Regions from separate parts of the Pan troglodytes genome. Here all the other regions are linked to region 3. The links are chromatin contacts, called in public HiChIP or PLAC-seq maps. All regions are on one chromosome and are shown on one strand. Each heading gives the region's core, a stretch centred on a gene start, on an enhancer-like site or on the middle of the called end of the contact. The rest is flanking DNA. Distances are from core to core; before and after follow the strand shown.

Region 1 (2,735 bases), core at 197-2,696, 130 kb before region 3:
GGCCTTTACCCTGCTGCCAGTCAAGTGTGTGGCTCTTGATTTCTGAGGGAACAGAGAAGCAGGGAGTTACTCCTCACACGAGGCAGATGGAGAGAAGTGGAGGAGACAAGGCTTCCAAGGGTTAGGAGAAGGGACTCAAGGGAGGTGGGTGGTGAAAATGGAGTATTAGCCCCAGATCAGGATGTAGGTGTACTGAAGAATTGGGGGGAAGTTAATGGGAATATATAGCCTACTTATCTTAGGGATGCTTGCCCCAGGGACTTGGGTGGGGAAGTAGCTCTGAGAAAAGTGAACACTAGGATTTAGCTGTTCTGTAAAGCCACGTAAACCTGTCTACATCCGCTGGCTGGTTGTGTTCATTCTGACATAATGGATCTCTTCAGAGGTCCTGGGCCAAGGAGCTTCCAACCTAAATAGAGCTTGAGCAAGCCTAGAATCTAGAAAAATTAAGCAGCTTAACTGGTCAGCCTGACATCCACTGTTGTGGCTGCCTGGCAGATGGTATTTAAGCCCCACAATTGTTCCCTAAGGCCAACACAGGAAATCTGATTCCTGGAGCAAATAAATGAACGGGTGGTAGTAGGGGGCATGAGGGGAGAGGCTTTGACGCTGTTCTAATTTATTTAGAGCAAATCAAAACACTCCTCAAATGGCATCTTTCTGCTTTTATCACTAGTTCCGTGTTTTTTTTCTTGTTTTGTGTCTGTGTATTTTCATCTCTCTGTCATCTGTCCTTTCATCTTGAAGCAAATCTCTTCTAACTCCCTCATACCCCAGAAATTGATTCCTTCTATTCAAATGCTTAATAATTCAGGAGATTATTATTTGTTTGAGCCCTATCTTCTTTTTTTTTTTTTTTTTTTTTTTTTTGAGAGGGGGTCTTACTATGTTGACCAGGTTGGAGTGCAATGGATATTCACAGGCACGATCATCGCACACTACAGTCTAGAAATCCTGGGCTCAAGCGATCTTCCTGCTTCAGCCTCCCCAGTAGCTGGGATTACAGGGGGCCAGAGCACAGCCCTATTTTATTTTCCTTTTGGCAAGATCATCTCAGCAGAGGCCAGAAGAGACCCTCAACTGTTCAATGAATATTTACGGTTGCTTTCTTCCTTTTATGAGCCTCTTGCATACTTTGAAAGCTTTAAATTTATACCTATAATACAACGGACATCCCCTATCCCAGAAGACCATTCCTCCCTGTACTTCAGCTCTTTACTTCCTCCCAAATAAAACCTAACTTTTCTAACTAACTATTTAAGACTTGGAATAGTCCGCTTGACTAGAAGAAGGGGAAGAATGTTTGTAAATTCACCTCTAATCGGACTTTGATTCTACTATAATTCAGCAGAAAATTCATAGCGCTGTGATTTTTAGATCGACCTCACATAAAACAGTCCCTGCACTCGCTTCCCTTTTCCTTCCTTCTTCACCAATCTCCGCCCCAGCTCGCTCGGAGTCACGTGGACCAGCCCGGCGCGCCCCGCCTCGCTCTCCGCGCAGGCGGGGACCGGTCCAGCTGAGCCTGGTGGCGGAAAGGCTGCGGCCCCGCGCCGGAGGGCCGGTGGCTCCTCCGGGCTTCTGAGGACCCGCAGGGAGCGGGTGAGTGAGTGTGTGGCGAGAGGGCGCTAAGCGGACACGGGGATCCTTTCGAAGCTATGGGGGCATTCTCGGGAGACGCTGAGTCCCTTTTCCCGCCACCCGGTTTAGAGCCAGGGGGCGGGGCTCGTGCTGCAGGCGCGCACGCGCAATTCTGTACTCTGCTCCTTAGTCTCCCGCGCCGCGTTCCCGGGTCTCACCGGACGCGGGCTTATCCCTGCGCTGCTCCGCACAGCTTGGGTCTCCCGCGGGATGGGGTTGTGATGGAAAGGGGCTTGGAATTCCTGAATTAGAACAGAAAGTGCCTGGGGGAGTTCCACTTCGGAGCTTAGCATCTAGTTGAGACCTCCTGAAAAAAACCGGTGTGTGGCCTGGCGGTCAGCAGTGGTCGGAATTCACAGGCCGCTTTACTTATATCGTGGGTTTTATGGAATGAATTTCTCACTCCCTCCCTTCGTTGCCTTGTTTGGGTTTGTCACCTGGACCTCAGCCGCTAATGAAGCTTTTTTCCTTGAGCCTCTCAATTCTTTGCCATTCGTGCTTCGACTAGTACTTTCAATTTTTTATTTATTTTCTTTTATTTTGAGACGGAGTCTCGTTCTGTCGCCCAGGATGGAGTGCAGTGGCGCCATCTCGGCTCACTGCAAGCTCCGCCTCCCGGGTTCAAGCGATTCTCTTGCCTCAGCTTCCTGAGTAGCTGGGATTACAGGCGCGCGTCACCATGCCCGGCTAATTTTTGTATTTTTTTTTAGTAGAGATGGGGGTTTCACCTTATTGGTCAGGATGATCTCAAACTCCTGACCTCGTGATCCGCCCGCCTCGGCCTCCCAAAGTGCTGGGATTATAGGCGTGAGCCACCGCGCGTGGCCTGTTTGTTTTTTTTTGGTTGTTTTGTTTTGTTTTTGAGATGGAGTCTGGCTCTGTCGCCCAGGCTGGAGTGCAGTGGTCCGATCTCGGCTCACTGCAACCTCCGCCTCCCCGGTTCAAGCGATTCTCCTGCCTCAGCCTCCCCAGGAGCTGGGATTACAGGTGCCCGCCACCACGCCCAGCTAATTTTTGTATTTTTAGTAGAGATGGGGTTTCGCCATGTTGGCCAGGCCGGTCTCGAATTCCTGACCTCAAATGATCCGCCCGCC
Region 2 (2,947 bases), core at 192-2,691, 150 kb before region 3:
TTGACTGCACCACTCCTTCAGCCAGAGGTAGAAAGGATTTACTCTTCAGCGATCTGGTAGAGCCCCAAGAACAAGTTACATGTGGACAAAGGGAGGGAGAGGTATCATGGTGATTAATAAATTCAAACAAAGCTGAATGATAAGACCCCAGGATGGAATACAGTCTGAGAAAGGCCTGGGCAAAGGGAGGCAGAGAGACTGAAGGAAGCAGGTCAGGGAAGATACACCCATGGTAGCCTAGGAAATTGGCAGTAGTTGGTGGGTGGGGAAAAGGAGGGTTTGGCTGTATGCCTAGCTTTCACAAGGTAGGGGATGAGGAAGATGATTATGATATTGCACAGAGGATCCAACACTGAATTGTGGGAGCTAGAGGTTGCTTGAGGCAAAGTAAAAAGGCTTCAGACACTTTCAAAAGGAGGCTGGCCAAAGGCGTGATTAGGGACTCCAGTAATGGACATACTAGAGGCCCTCGGGCACCTCAAGCCCTGAATGGGTCAGCAGCTCCCCATCCCAGAGAGCAAAGGCAGGCACCACTGGACCCCGGAAATCTGTCTGTAGCGTGTGAACCACAGAGACCTGGCTCACATCCACCAGGCTCAGCTTCTGGGCCTCATACTCCAGCAACAGCCCCACCTTCTCTGGCTGCCCAATACCCTCAACTGGGGCTTTCTCGTTGGCCAACATGGTGTACCACTTGCGCTGGGCATAGGTGAACACCCAGGAACGATCATCAACACCAATGCAGCTATCCCGGGACATGTCCACATCTGCCACTCCTATCCGGAACTGCTGGGAGCGCTTCACTGTCACTTCCCAGTAGTGTCTGCCACTGGTGACCGCTGTGTCTGCCAGCACCACTGCCCACTCCCGGAAGCGCTCCACATTCAAGGCCACCTTGGTGGGCTCCAATCCCACCAAGCCATATTTGACACCCGTATCATCTCTGAAGAGTGCCAGGCTGCTGTGGGCGGTTTTTTCTTCCAGTTTGAAACTGACGCCTGCGGGCAGAGCAAAAAGACGGGATAATAACAGGGGCTAGAACCCTAGGGCTGGTGATATATTCAGATCTGAGGCAGGCAGCCATGATACACGAGCAACTAGGGAAGAGTCAGAATGCCAAGCGGGCAAGAGAGTCGCGAGGTCGCTTTACTACGGATAGCTCACGGAGCTGAAAAACTCGGAATTTAAAGAAACCAAATGGTATCACAGGTTTGGAATCTCGAGACCAAGGCAGGTAAGGAAGGAAAAGACCCGAGAGGGTTGGAGTTGCTTCTCGGAGTGGGGTCTGGGAATAATAGACGGCAGCCATTCTGGAGGTAAAAGAGTAAAAACAGATAATCCTACCTCTCTGGGCCTCTGTGGAGGCAACTCCCAATCGTTTGGCTCCCCAGCGGCACAAGCGCAAAGAACGTGCAAAAAGCAGCGCCATCTTGCGCCTTGGATGAACCGGGCACGCCTCCCGCTTACAAACACAGCCATCTGCCCGCCCGCTCCCCTAGCACGTGGTGCGCGAGGGGCGGCCGCGCAGTGTTATGACGTAGAGCGACGCCCGGGGGCGGGCGGCCGCCAAGGTAGTGGTTTCTGTTCTGTTTCTACCCGCGGTTAATGCTGCTTATTCAGTTTTTCTGCGTAGACGAACGCTGCTCACATTTGAACTACGTAAAACTTTTAGAGATATAGTGTAGCCAGATGCTTAGAAGTATAGATTTTAAAATTAGACAGTACTGTAATTAGCTTTGATCCCGGCTTCACTGTGTGAGTTTGGGCAACTCACTCCACTTTTCTGAGCCTTAGTGTTCTAATTTATAAAATAGAAATTATATACAGACCTTAGTAATAATTAAGTGAGAATAATCTAGGCCGGGTGCGGTGGCTCACGCCTGTAATCTCAGCACTTTGGGAGGCCGAGGCAGGCGGATCACGAGGTCAGGAGATCAAGACCATCCTGGCCAATATGGTGAAACCCCGCCTCTACCAAAAGTACAAAAATTAGCCGGGCGTGGTGGCGCGCGCCTGTAATCCCAGCTACCCGGGAGGCTGAGGCAGGAGAATCGCTTGAACCAGGGAGTGGGAGGTTGCAGTGAGCCGAGATTCTGCCACTGCACTCCAGCCTGGTGACAGAGCAAGACTCCATCTCAAAAAATAATAATAATAATAATTAATCTAGATATATATTGGCAAATAGCAACCATTGGGTAATTCACAGTTGTTTATAATTAATAGTAAATACATAAATACTGTTAATGTTGGTTTTGTATGTTCAAGGCTAGGAACGGATGGTTTAACTCAGCATTCAGTTTTCTGAACTTAACCAAGAGTAGCAATATTTTGGTTCAGGGTATGAGGTAGGAGATTATGGACAGCCTATATTGAACATTTCGATCTGCATTCCATTTTATTTTATTTTTTGAGACAGGGTCTCATTCTGTCACCCAGGCTGCATGCAGCACAGTGGCGCAAACACAGCTCACTGCAACCTTCATCTCCGAGGCACAAGCGATCTTCCTGCTTCAGCCTCCCATGTAGCTGGGACCACATGTGCACGCACCATGCCCCGTTAACTTTTTTGTAGAAACGGGGGTTTCACTTTGTTGACCAAGTTGTTCTCGAATTCTCGGGCTCAAGCCATCCTCCCTCCCACCTTTGCCTCCCAAAGTGCTGTGATTACAGGTGTTAGCCACTATGCCAGGCCTACATGTTTTGAATCAGTCCACTTCTCAAGGTTCTGCTGGCCAGTGCAATAGCAACATACATCCCACCTCCATCCTCCTACCCCTCAAAAAAGGATTTTAGATATATATTTTTAAAATGTATATTCTGAGACGGAGTGTCACTCTATCACCCAGGCTGGAGTGCAGTGGTTTGATCTTGGCTAACTGCAGCCTCTGCCTCTGGAGTTCAAGCAATTTTCCTGTCTCAGCCTCCTGAGTAGCTGGAATTACAGGTG
Region 3 (2,938 bases), core at 140-2,639:
CATGCCCTTTTTTCTCTTGCATTTTTCCTTCATAGGAAGTATGAGAAGATGCTTTTTCTCCACTCAGCTTGAATCATGCTTTTGGTTTTGTCTCTGACAGATGCAGCTGTCTTCTCCTCAGTGCTGGCGCTCTGACTACCCTTCCCAAAGAACCACGGCCCTCTCCCTTTACTGTTCTATAGCCCCAGAACTGGGAGATGGCTTCCTAAGTTGGCTATACCTTGTCCACTTCCAGTACTGGACGTGCTCAGGGTCTAGGGTCACAGATGGTGCTATTAATTGAACTGGAACACAGCAGAATTGTTGCAAAGGTTCTAGGAGCCAGATTCATTCCTTCTTCATTCTTTGCAAAACAGTGGTACAGACATGGAGTCTAGAATTGACCCAGATGGAAAGTAATTGGTATTCTTAATATCCTGGGTGACTAATATCCAGGCAGAGAAGCTCCTGGAACCATAACTGTAAGTTCCTAGCTGGCTAGGGATTGAAGTCCTGGACAGTGACAGAGAATACCACAGTAGTTCAAGACTTAGCACAAGTCACCAACTGCTTCAGGGATACCTGGAGGGGCCAGCAAGTAGAGTGTTGGTGGCCCAAGCAAACCAGTGTTGCCAATACCATTGCCAAAAGGGCCTTTGGATCCTGGACAAAGCTTGGCTGCCGGCTTCATTTATTCCTGCTGATGGCTGAGAAGCATCTGTCTTCCATCCTACTTGCCTGTCCCAAGTTTTGTTCCATTTTTTAAAAATTTGTTGTAAACTGCATGTTTTATAAAATAAAAATAAAATATCGTTTGTTATTTATCTCATTAGAGAACTGCTAGTGTGGGTTCTCTGGCTTCAGTCTTCCTCTCCTTCCTTTGAAGGTAAAGGTCTGGAATCCAAAGTTATGGATATGAAAGGGTATAATTAGGCCGGGCGCGGTGGCTCACTTCTGTAATCCTAGCACTTTGGGAGGCAGAGGTGGGTGGATCATGAGGTCAGGAGTTAAAGACCAGCCTGACCAAGATGGTGAAACCCCGTCTCTACTAAAAATAAAAAAATTAGCTGGGAGTGGTGGATGGCGACTGTAACCCTAGCTAAGGCAGCAAATTGCTTCAACCCGGGAGGCGGAGGTTGCAGTGAGCCGAGATCACGCAACTGTATGCCAGCCTGGGCGATAGGGCGAGACTCCGTCTCAAAAAAAGGGGAAAAAAAGGTATAATTTATGCCTTTTCTGGGCAATGCTGGGTCTTTGCTATAGCTGCCCAGTACCCTAAGTCAGACTGAAGATGTACAGTATGGTTTCCGTTAATTGTGTAAGCCGACAAACTACAGGTCCCAGGATAGCTTGAGACTTGTAGTTGCTCACAAAGATGGGTCCGGTGCTGCGGTGCTTCCTGGGAGATGTAGTTTCCTGTGTATTGAAACCTGGACTGCTCGCTGGCCGGCAGCGCACCGTTTTGAAGGTCCTAGCCCACCTGGGCTGGCTCACGCGCACGACTAGCCGCTCCCATACAGCACGCCCGGACTCTGTCGTCGCTTAAGGCCACTCCTATTCTACGGCTGACCCCTGGTGGTCACGTGGATCTGTTCGCCACGCAAGTCTGGGTCCTTCGGCGATTGACCGGGGTCCTTGCTGTTCGGGAGCCTCTCCTAAGCTGCCTGTTCGCGCGAGAGTTTGGAGGGGCGGGTTTGGGGTCGGTGTCTGATTGGGGCTCGCACCGCAGCACGCTGGAGTCCCGCTTAGGTACCAGTTAGCGTCAGGGGAGCTGGGTCAGGCGGTCGCCGGGACACCCCGTGTGTGGCAGGCGGCGAAGCGCTCTGGAGAGTCCTGGACAGCCCTGCTCCCTGCAGCCAGGTGTAGTTTCGGGAGCCACTGGGGCCAAAGTGAGAGTCCAGCGGTCTTCCAGCGCTTGGGCCACGGCGGCGGCCCTGGGAGCAGAGGTGGGACGGATGCGGGCGGCGAGGCGCTGGGCGCTGAGGGTTGGGGATGGACTGAAGCGAAAGCAATGGCGGAGTCCTTAGAAAGGGGGCTGGTGTCCGTACGGGTAATCACTTACGGGCTGGAGGTGGGGACGCAGGAATCTTCGGTGCAGGATCCAAATGGGCCCTAGTTATTGCTCTCCTCGCTGGCCTCCTGGCCTGACTGAGGGCTCCCTGCCGGCAGTTCCCTAGTGCCTGTAGTCCTCACGTAATCGCCAACTTACCTCCTGTAGCTGCCACAAAGCCCCGTGAACCCTAGGCATGCAGTGCTAAAGTACCAACACTTAGGGCCTCACCTATCCACGTAGAGTCTGGGGCTGAGCCGCAAGTCCTGAGCTCGCGCTCCCACCCACCACCCTGGGGGAATCACAGCCCTCAAGCGCTGGAACAGAGAAGCCCCTTTGTGTCCCGGCCATTTCCTGGAAAGTAGAGCCAGAGTCACAATGAGGCCTTTGAAAGCCTTGGGGTGAGGATTGGGGGGGTCAGGGAAAAATGGAGTCGGCTCCTCACACTTATGTTTTATTCCCACTCAAACCCAGGTGGAGCGACCCCATTACGCTAAAGATGAAAGGCTGGGGTTGGCTGGCCCTGCTTCTGGGGGCCCTGCTGGGAACCGCCTGGGCTCGGAGGAGCCAGGATCTCCACTGTGGAGGTAAAGGCACAACGGGAAAAAGAAGTGGAGGAAGCAGAGCCTTGGGAGGGCATGAGATCCAAGGCCTGGGAGAAGGATGAATGGAAATCCTGGGTTGATCCCATTCTCCTCACACCCTACCCCCTACCCTGTCCCCTGCTCTCATTCTCTCCTCTTCCACCAGCATGCAGGGCTCTGGTGGATGAACTAGAATGGGAAATTGCCCAGGTGGACCCCAAGAAGACCATTCAGATGGGATCTTTCCGGATCAATCCAGATGGCAGCCAGTCAGTGGTGGAGGTAACTGTTACTGTTCCCCCAAACAAAGTAGCTCACTCTGGCT

What was found. HiChIP or PLAC-seq counts read pairs in DNA pulled down with a chosen protein or histone mark.
Region 1: an H3K4me3 HiChIP or PLAC-seq map of stem cell-derived excitatory neurons shows a contact between it and region 3, with 3 times the contacts expected there. The contact joins the promoter of TIMELESS here to the promoter of CNPY2 in region 3.
Region 2: an H3K4me3 HiChIP or PLAC-seq map of stem cell-derived excitatory neurons shows a contact between it and region 3, with 3 times the contacts expected there. The contact joins the promoter of MIP here to the promoter of CNPY2 in region 3.

The regions. Positions count from the first base shown.
Region 1 is chr10:39,563,728-39,566,462 of NHGRI_mPanTro3-v2.0_pri, forward strand. It overlaps TIMELESS (timeless circadian regulator), which reads left to right and starts at 1,447. Exons shown (of 29, transcript XM_509535.7): 1 at 1,447-1,602.
Region 2 is chr10:39,544,285-39,547,231 of NHGRI_mPanTro3-v2.0_pri, forward strand. MIP (major intrinsic protein of lens fiber) reads left to right here and starts at 1,442. Exons shown (of 5, transcript XM_063786546.1): 1 at 1,442-1,571. The coding sequence starts at 1,442. SPRYD4 (SPRY domain containing 4) reads right to left here and starts at 1,447. Exons shown (of 2, transcript XM_001168831.6): 1 at 1,345-1,447; 2 at 1-998. The coding sequence starts at 1,429. The coding sequence ends at 460.
Region 3 is chr10:39,696,975-39,699,912 of NHGRI_mPanTro3-v2.0_pri, forward strand. CNPY2 (canopy FGF signaling regulator 2) reads left to right here and starts at 1,390. Exons shown (of 6, transcript XM_003313586.7): 1 at 1,390-1,925; 2 at 2,504-2,616; 3 at 2,780-2,895. The coding sequence starts at 2,529. PAN2 (poly(A) specific ribonuclease subunit PAN2) reads left to right here. Exons shown (of 25, transcript XM_054663194.2): 25 at 101-808. The coding sequence ends at 135.